Regions from separate parts of the Mus musculus genome. Here all the other regions are linked to region 3. The links are chromatin contacts, called in public Hi-C and HiChIP or PLAC-seq maps. All regions are on one chromosome and are shown on one strand. The core of a region is the stretch at or near the end of the contact, and the rest is flanking DNA. Distances in the headings are between cores, read along the strand shown. Region 1 overlaps Lipc (lipase, hepatic). Region 2 holds the start of Rnf111 (ring finger 111). Region 3 overlaps Adam10 (a disintegrin and metallopeptidase domain 10).

The links. Hi-C and Micro-C count contacts between places; a contact is called where the count stands out from the background. HiChIP or PLAC-seq counts read pairs in DNA pulled down with a chosen protein or histone mark.
Region 1: a contact with region 3 is called in an H3K4me3 HiChIP or PLAC-seq map of bone marrow-derived macrophages, with 5 times the contacts expected there. The contact joins two enhancer-like sites. A contact is called at or near these places in 3 of 39 promoter capture datasets (the C10 cell line, hippocampal neurons and stem cell-derived epiblast-like cells), 17 of 484 Hi-C or Micro-C datasets (the G1E-ER4 cell line, LSK cells, bone marrow-derived macrophages and 8 more), 8 of 115 datasets of contacts at active chromatin or transcription factors (the 230-238 cell line, the HPC-7 cell line, acute myeloid leukemia and 5 more) and 1 of 9 other capture datasets (embryonic stem cells).
Region 2: a Hi-C map of CD8 T cells shows a contact between it and region 3, with 2.9 times the contacts expected there. The contact joins the promoter of Rnf111 here to the enhancer-like site in region 3. A contact is called at or near these places in 3 of 484 Hi-C or Micro-C datasets (CD8 T cells, nephron progenitors and uterus), 1 of 115 datasets of contacts at active chromatin or transcription factors (microglia) and 2 of 9 other capture datasets (adipose tissue and liver).

The regions. Positions count from the first base shown.
Region 1 is chr9:70,840,880-70,843,931 of GRCm38.p6, forward strand. All of the region lies in intron 1 of Lipc (lipase, hepatic), which reads right to left. Among named protein-coding and RNA genes, the nearest start is that of Gm32017, 72 kb to the right of the region's middle. Within about 2 kb of position 1,687, at least 151 of the 459 cell types and tissues checked have an H3K27ac peak or open chromatin away from gene starts, as enhancers often do. A contact at or near this core is called in the G1E-ER4 cell line and bone marrow-derived macrophages, where this site is marked.
Region 2 is chr9:70,502,473-70,505,470 of GRCm38.p6, forward strand. Rnf111 (ring finger 111) reads right to left here and starts at 1,303. Exons shown (of 15, transcript NM_033604.3): 1 at 987-1,303; 2 at 468-530.
Region 3 is chr9:70,690,853-70,693,868 of GRCm38.p6, forward strand. The region is part of intron 1 of Adam10 (a disintegrin and metallopeptidase domain 10); the gene reads left to right. Among named protein-coding and RNA genes, the nearest start is that of Adam10, 13 kb to the left of the region's middle. Within about 2 kb of position 1,334, at least 18 of the 459 cell types and tissues checked have an H3K27ac peak or open chromatin away from gene starts, as enhancers often do. A contact at or near this core is called in CD8 T cells, the G1E-ER4 cell line and bone marrow-derived macrophages, where this site is marked.

The DNA of each region.
Region 1 (3,052 bases), core at 437-2,936, 150 kb after region 3:
AGAGAGAACTTCAGATGTAAAGAAATGCATACTGGGAGCAAATGCTGCCGTGCCAAGAATAACTCAGGAGGAGACAGTGCAATCCCCCAGTCTCCAGTAAAATGAACTGTGTAATCAACACTGCTGTACTCTGTAAATATTCTATCCACTGATAAAGAACTCGGCAAATAGAGGTGGCGCCTGAGCACGGCTCCCAAAGCCAGAGAAAGTAGAGGAGAGAGAGGCTAATGGCTGTCAGGCCTGTCTCAGTGCCTGGGGCAACAGAGGAGCCTACGTTAAGACATCCTGTGCCTCACACAGACACTGTGTCCTGTGTCTGGCAGTGTCTGTGGTTCCTTTAAGTACAGCGCTATTTGTACTCACTGTGCACTTCCTGTCTGGACTGCCCTGGTCATCTAGCCTCTTAGAAAAATTCTGACTTAGCCAGAATCACCTGCAGGGCTGGAATCCACACCCACTTGGTTCCAGAGTCAACATTCATTTTTAAGGGGATAGAGCTTATTTATAGAAACATACAGGAAGGTATGACCATCCTAAATGTATAGCTCTGTGGATTTCTACCCATTCACAAGCCTCCTTCAGGATCGCGACAGAGGTCTCCATACCCAGAGGATGCCCTCAGTCGTCTCTAGCAATACCAGCACCCAAAACCACCACTTCCTCCTATCAATGGGAATGTGTTTCTTCTGTTCTTCAACTTTGTGTCAATAGAGTCACACAGTAGGTCTTTTGTGTCTGGCTGTTTTACCCAACACCTTGTGATGCTCATGTAAGATGTTGTATGTATACAGCCTGAACCTTGCCGCATTGGTGAGTCCTAGGCTGCCTTCCGGCACCAACACCTTCAGAGTGGCTAGGGTGGGGCGGTGGGTGCAGCAGTCATAGATGGAGCAGGCTGAGAGATGGGCTGAAAAGAGAGGGCTTTTTAGATCATGGCCTGGGCTTTACATTTCTTCCTTTCCTGCTGCTGAGTTCCCTGGGCCCAGACTGGTGGCAAAAAGACAAGTTCCTTTTCTGACTTTGTTCCTTTGTACAACAGAGCCAACCTCTTCACTGTGCTCTCTCAGATTCCTGGACAGCATTCTCTGGAATCAACCTTCCTATGCCTGGCAGTGAGGTTCCTTTAACGACTCACTTCCTGTCTGCTCTGCCCCATCATTAACCTCCAAATGAACTAGAATCATCTCCAGAACAGGAGCTCACACTCAAACCAGTTTCACCCAGATGGGGGCGTTTGTTTCTTCCTTACTATCCTGGTTGCTTTCATAGCATTATCTGAGGACTTAAAAATTAATATTATTATTTTGGAGACAGGGTTTTGAGTTTCTCAGTCTGGCTTCAAACTTGCTATATAGCAGAAGGTAACCATCAACTTCTAATCCTCCTGCATCTATCTACCTTAGAGTGTTGGATTACAGGTTTGCAAGAACACGCCCTATTTATACAGCGCTGGAGCTAGAGCCCAGTGCTTTGTTCATGCTAGGCAAGCACTCTACCCACTGAGCCACATGCCAGCTATTTCTGGAAGTACTTTTCAGTTGTTAAACACTTAGGGGTGGGGGCATGTGGAGTGCTATTTGCTTCTAGTGGGCAGAGGTCTGAGGTCATGCTAAGAACAGGCCTCCCCTTCCACTAAAGAGTGATGCAGCCTCGCATCTCAGTAACATTGTTGTTGGGAAACCCTGAGCATGAGTCATCATCAGGAAGTTGGTGTCTGTTTCTTTTCCTGATGCCAAAAGAGAAGAGGCAGGCATAATGAAGGTACTTTCATCCTGGAGTTAGAAGACCTGGGCTCAGGACTCACTTGCCACTAGCTAGTCATCTGACCTCATTTGAGTTATCCAGTCTCTGCAGGTCTGTTTCCTCCTCCTCCTCCTCCTCCTCCTCCTCCTCCTCCTCCTCCTCCTCCTCCTCCTCTTCTGTTGCTGGGCGCTGAGGTGCTTGTCACTAAGCCTGCAGGCTTCCTGTCCGGATCTCTTAGGGCTGCCTTCTATATCCTTATTTCATGAGATTTGACAGAAAACAGTGCCTGGGTGGACTGTGTGTAACGGCAGTGGAAGGATCCTTCCAGTCGCATTTCCACTTCCCTATGCGCTACTTCCAGGGTTATATCCTCACTCTTCCATCTGTGTGGGAAGGGAGCTCACCCACAAAGGGTGTTTCCTGAACTGTAGGCAGAGCTTCAAATACCCACAATTCCCATAGGCAGCAGTTTTTGACACTGGAACTTTTAGCCTTAAATTTAAATTCTTGTGAGACCTGTAAAAGGGTTTGCTGTGTGTGTGTGTGTGTGTGTGTGTGTGTGCCTAGTTACTTAAGAGGTTCAGGGCTTTATACCCTTCAAGGTGAGGCTATGGGAGGTTTTGATAAGACTAGACTAACAGAACATTGGTGAGCTTAGCATGCAGCGCTATGCAGTGTAGAGGACAGATCTCTGTAAGAACCAAGAGCCCTGCTGTGCCCAACAGGCAGAAAAGAAAGGGAAGAGAATTGGAGAGATGGCTCAGTGATTAAGAGCACTGGCTGCTTTTGCAGAAGACTGGGGTTTGGTTTCCAGTACCCACTTGGAAACTCACTACCTTAAACTGCAGTTTAAGGTGTCCAGTGCCCTCTTCTGGCTTCCATGGGCCCTGCATGCATGGGGTGAACATATATACGAAGGCAAACACTCATAAACATAACAGAATAATTGGGGAAGTTTGCTTAGTAAGTAATAAGAATGAGATGAGGCAGAAAGGCGATGGCTCAGTGGGCAAAGTGCTCGAGTGCCACACAAGCATTAGGACCTGAATTGGAGTCCCCAGGACCTAAGCACCATGGAACACATCTGTAACCCAGCACTGGGAGAGCAGAGAGACTCCTGAAGCTTGCTGGGTAGCCAGTCCAGCAGCATCAGTGAGCTCCTGGTTCAGTGAGCTCCAGGTTCAGTGAGAGGCCTTGTTTCAAAAGTTAAAGTGGAGAGCAGAGGAGGGAGACGCCTGAGATTTACCTCTGGCCTCCACACACGTGCGAACATACATGTGTGGGCACACCTGCACACACATGTGTGCAC
Region 2 (2,998 bases), core at 53-2,552, 190 kb before region 3:
ATCAGAATTCTTGAAAGGACATCTGTATTAAGTCACGTGAGAGCTATTGCAAAGACAAATGGTAAAGATATGAGGAACCTCTGTTCATCTTTTTTTTGATTTTGCTCTCTTTGGTTAAAGAGGTCCCCAAAACAAGAAAATTAAAGATAAAAGTGCCAAATGGAACTAAGTTTGGATCAAGTCAGGTTCAAGAGCTGTCAGAACTCTGACAATGAGGTCTCTGTCAGCTGGCTCACTCACTGCTACTCAGGAGTTCTAAACTCATTCTGTACATAAATCAAGGAACAGGAAAGCTCTCAACAATACAATGGAGTCACCCCAGACATGAGCAAATTAAGTGAAGGCGCTAGCTACAACTTCCTGGTTTTTTGGTTTTTGGTTGTTGTTTTTTTTGGACGCTAAAAAGTCACACTTTTTTTTTAAAATTATCTATAAAGCTCTATAATCTAAGAAGTGTGGTGACAAACCTCTATTTCTCCAGAACAAAAACCGATATTTCCACCGCACCACTGCTGACTCCGATCAATTATCTAGGCAGGATAAAGAAAACATCTTTTTTTAATGACTAACCAGCCAACTCCACACAATATCAGACGCGCCTGTCTTCTGCTCCGCGGACTGCGCGTGCCCGCCCGCACCGGGCGGCTCCCGGCTCCAGCCGGGGTTACCTTCCTCACTCCATTGTCACCCCCACTCCTCGGCCCTGAGCCCCAGTCCCGCTGGCGAGCGGCGGCCCCGGGGCGCAATCCCCTCACCCACCCCCTCCCAAGAGGCCGTGGGTGTGTCCGCGGGCGGACTCTTGCCCGGACACAATGAGCCACTCCGCGCCGTCCGGGACCCGCGGTCATTCCCCTGTCGCCGACCCGGGCCGGCCGCCGCGGCCCTTCCTCTTTCTCCCTCCTGCTCGGCCCCTCCCCCGCCGCGCGCAAGCGCCACCGCGCCGCTCCCCTCCCCCGCACCCCCCCCCCTTCCGCCGGCGCCCTCACCCGAGTCCGCAGGCCCCGTGCGGCCAGGTCCCGGACTCGCTGGCGCGGGGCTGGGGAACAGCGCTCGGCCGGGTGAGGCTGAGGCGGGCCGGGCGGCTCTCCTCAGGAGGGCGTCTGTCAACACCGCCGCCGCGGAGCGTGAGGCTGAGCCTGGCTCGGCTGGACCCGGCTCCGAGCACCCGATCGCGGCCCACGCGCGCTCGCGACCCTGAACGGCCGGCGTGCCTTACGCCGCGCAGCACCAGCGCCCCGCCACCATCGCCGTCGCCGCCGCCGCAGCCTGGGCCGGCCCTCCCCGACTGCGCGAGCGCGACACCGGGGCCCTTTTACGACAGTTCGGAAAGCGAGCGCTCCGGACCCTCACGCCCTCTCACAGCAGTATGTCTGCGCATGTGCGGGCCAGGGACCGCCCCCCTGCGTCCCAGTCCTTCCTCTTTGCACTGGCTTAGGCGAACTGTTGGCCCAGTGGGACTAAGTTAAAAATAAGGTGGTTGGGTTCACTTTCTTCCGTGATTTCGGGCTCAACAGTGCTTCAGCATAATTCCGCCTACGTACTGGTTGCTTTTTCTCAAACTAAAAATTATTCCAGCTTACTGATTGCACTAGTCGCGCCTTTAAATAAAAAAACAAAAAAACACGGGTTAGTGTCTTTCTCAGCAGATGATACCCAAAACAGAGATCTCATCTCACTGGTGAAGTGAATTTTCAAAATCATTTCAAATGTATTATTAGGTAGCCTGGGAGCTATACAATCGCAGATGACTTCTTAATTGCCTCACAAAACCCAGAAGATTGCAGTTTTTATTGTGTGCCCTAGAAGGATGTAAGGACAGAGAGTGGGCTCTGCAGTCAATCAGACAGATTTCCGGTCAGAAAGCAAAGTGAGGGTGCCCAAGCTGACTTATTAACACCTTTATAAATCTCAGTTTCCTCTTCTATAAAACATGATAGCCTTATATGCTTCAAAATGATCTTGTGAGGTCAAATATGACGACTTAAAGTACCTTATATTACCAATTAAGTATTTAACAAGCATTAATAACCTCCTTCTACATCAGCTCGTCGATAATATTCACTCATGTTCTCCATATTTAGTGAAGGTGATTTTTTGGCTTGGTTTGGTTTGGTTTTGGTTTTTCGAGACAGAGTTTCTCTGTGTAGCCCTGGCTGTCTTGGAACTCACTCCAGAGACTCAGAGATCCACCTGACTCTGCCTCCCAAGAACTGGGAGTATTTTTAAATTTTAAAAGAAGAAGAAATGGAAAACATTGGATTTGGATTTCCTCAGCCTCCCTAGTTGCTGCCCTCTACAAGTAGAATTCTATCGGGACTATCAAAGCCCAGGACTTTTTTGTTTTGTTTTGTTTTGTTTTGTTTTGTTTCCGGGCTTGGTTAGGTTTGGTTTTTTTCGAGACAGGGTTTTTCTGTATTGCCCCGGCTTTCCTGGAACTCACTCTGTAGACCAGGCTGGCCTCGAATTCAGAAATCTGCCTGCCTCTGCCTCTGCTTCTGGGACTAAAGATGTGTGCTTCTTGGGTTGGGGACTTTAGGTTAGAGGCAAGACTTGTCTGTTCTGATCAGGTAGAGTTTTTGAAGTGTCTAATGTTTACCCAAAGGCTTGAACTTAGTTGGTTGTTGAGTGTGTTAATCTAAAACTAAGTAGACCACTGGGCTAATGATGGAGATTCGGATTCATTAACTTACATTTCTGACAGTTGAAGCAAGCATTTTGGTAAGGTCAACCAGAGTAGAAATGAGAGGAAATAGATATGTGGAATGTTTGTTATTTAAAGAGCTGAAGTGAAAGGAAATTCTAGGAGGAGTTGAATGTGTTAGAGAGGGAGGGAGGGAAGGAGGAAGGAAGAGAAATTGAGTCAAGATATATAGGTAGTAAAAAATTAGGAGGAAATTTAGCAATAAAGAGTATGATCATGGATTCATGAAATGCTGTTGGTTGAGCAATAGAAAGATCTGTAAACTTGACCAGCTTCATAGATTATCTTGACATAGAG
Region 3 (3,016 bases), core at 84-2,583:
AATGGTGTGTCTAAGTGCATTAAAATACTCTGCAATATTGCTGAAATATAGGACATAGTTCTTAGAAGGCTATTTTTGTTATATGAGAGAGCACTTTTATAAGTGCTGTGTAATATTTCAAGATCAGAGTGAATATATAGCAGCATAAAGAACATTGGTCATGGATATTTCTTGAGGCAAAGATAATGATTTTGAAATTACATTGTTGAACTTAATTGTCAACTTGACTGAATTTGGAATTACTTAGGAGATACAACTCTGGGGATGTCTGTAGGGTGTTTCCAGAGAGGTTTAGCTGAGGAAGGAAGACCTGAATGTGGGTGCTGCCATTCTATGGATTGGGGTCCTGGACTGATTGAAAAGGGGGAAAAAACCCCAGAAAGGATACTGACCATCAGGACCCCATCTCTGCTTGCAGACTATGGATGAATTGTGACTAGTTGCCTGACCTTCCTGCACACATCTTCCTGTCAGTGGTGGACTACACTGCCAGGCCACAGCAGTGAAAGTATTAGAAATATCTTGATTGCAGCTAATTTTCTTGAGGCATTAGAAATGTACCAGCTTTAGTTTGTCCTTTATCTACCCTTTCATATGTTGTAATTGAGTTTTCTATAACTAGGAAGATTTATTATGTTAATATTTTTGTTAATTTTTTTCCCATTCTTAAGATTGTGTTATCAACTTTTTTGTTTGGATATAGATAGAGAAAAAAATTTGTTAATATAAAGTGATACTATTAACCTACCATCTGTAGGCTGAGTAGCTAGGATTTCAGGTGTGCACAATCATGCATAGTTTATTTAGTTACTTATTTTCATGATGTTTTGCAGTACTTTGATTGAACCTAAGCCTTCTCACACATGCTAGGAAAGTACTCTGTCCTGTGGGGTTAAGTGGTTGAACTCAGTTTTCAGGCTTGGTGGGAAGTGCCATCTTACCATCCCTATTGTGTGTGTGTGTGTATATGTTAACTGTGTGTGTTAAATTGTGTTCACAATTTCCTCTGGACCTTTAAAGTGTTAGGTACTGAGTGCATTTACTGTGTACTTTATAGAAATTCAGATTTCTGAAATCTGTAACAGGGCAAGGAAGCAAACTGCTGTTGATAGGCTTTTCTGTGTAAATGAAATAAAATAGCAGAAGAGAAAGATAACTTACTTGATAAAGTGCAGAGTGGAGTGATTTAATATAGTTACAATGCTGCAGTAAAATAGCCTTAGGATTATTGCATCATTGTAGCCTCCCCTAATCAAGATGCGAGGCTAGGGAGAGAAATTATAATAGTTCAAGTGGAAAGATATATGACACATGGAAAAACTTGGGCGATCTAGAAACTTTCCTTCACCAGAAGTTGTCATTTTCCACTGACCTCAGATAAGGAAGTTTCACTCTGCACTCCAGGTTAAATGTGTTTCTTTTGCTATTATTAGGAAACATTTCTACATGGGAACACCTTTAATAGTATTGTCTATGTTTGGAGATAAAAGGAGTTTGGGTTGGCAAAGTTTTTCTTTTTATCTCTTTTTCAGTATTGGGTATCAAACTCCAGTCACTGTGGATATTAGGCAAGTTTTCTGCCATTGAGCTATATATATTCCTGGCCTCTGGTTGTCATCTTCTGAGCCCTTCCTGTTAACTTCCCTGCTGTTTGTTGGGCCTTGCATGGTAATGCATAAGTAGTGAAAGGGATGCTCTAGCTCTGTGCTGTTTTGGTTTTGGTTTTGGTTTCTTAGTCATTAGAAGATTGATCAGTAGCTATTTATTGTAACTTTTTAATATTTGTATTCTCAGAACTTAAAGTAAAGATTAGCATATACACTATTAAGTGTGCTCAAATTTCTGAGAGAGTGTGTGTGAGGAGAAGCTCTGAAGATTTATGTTGTTGTTATTTTTTTTTTTTTAATTGACCCCCTTACCATTTTGAGTGGTACTCAGGATCAAACCTAAGAATTCAGGATGCTAGCTAAGCACTTTACCACAGAGGTGTGCCTCAGCCGTACTGTAATCAACTTTAAAATAGAGCAGATTACCGTTCTTGCTAGTGTATTTATTTTGCTCATTAAGTACTTTTACATGGTCTTTTAATTAAAGAGGTAGAGTAAGTTAGACTTTTTTTTTCCTATAAGAACTAAGTTGCTTTTTAAAAACAACTGTGTCTTTTTATCTGAAAGTACATTTTATTTTGTGCATATGGGTGTTTTTACTGGAAAGTATGTTTGTGCACTTGCATGTCTGATGCTCATAGAGGCCAGAAAGTGTCAGAATACTCAGAACTGGTGTTTACAGACACTTATTAGCTGCAGTGCAGGTGCTTGGAACCTAACTTGTATCCTCTGAAAGAGCAGGAGGTGCTCTTAACTGCTGAGCCAAGTCTAATCCCTGAAAGCATTTGGAAGCATGTATTTGTTCATTGAAAAAAGTAGCCTAAATGGATAAATATGTTGTTGTTTTGAGACAACTATAACCAGATTGTTTCAACCTCATCTTCCTCCCTCAGCTTTCTTTATGCTGGTTTATAGATATCTCTCACAATGTTTAGCAGTTATTTTTTAAACAATAACTTACTATATTCTTAGGTAGTGCATGCTGTATACCATTCTCAACACTCAACACACATACATTTAGTCCAAACAATGTCACTTTTAGGTATAAGTACTGGTAAATCTATTTTTTTTTCAAATGGGAAAACTAAGGCATAATGAAGTAGGTAGTTCAGACAGTTGTGAATGCTGCATGATTATTTTGCATGAAAATTTCCTGAAATGCATTCATGATAGCAGTAAGATAATCCCTCCTTTATCTTGAAAGTAGGTATAGAGGTTTATAAAAGAGTAAATTTTATGCCAATGCCAGGATTTTTGAAATTCTGTTCACTGAAATGTGTTCCATAGGACCACATGTTTTTCAGTGATTGGATTATGGCTCTTAATCTCTAAAATGTAGTTTCCCTTTGCATGGAACATTTGGATAGGTTCATTCATTAATTATTTATATTGGTGTTTATCGATCAATT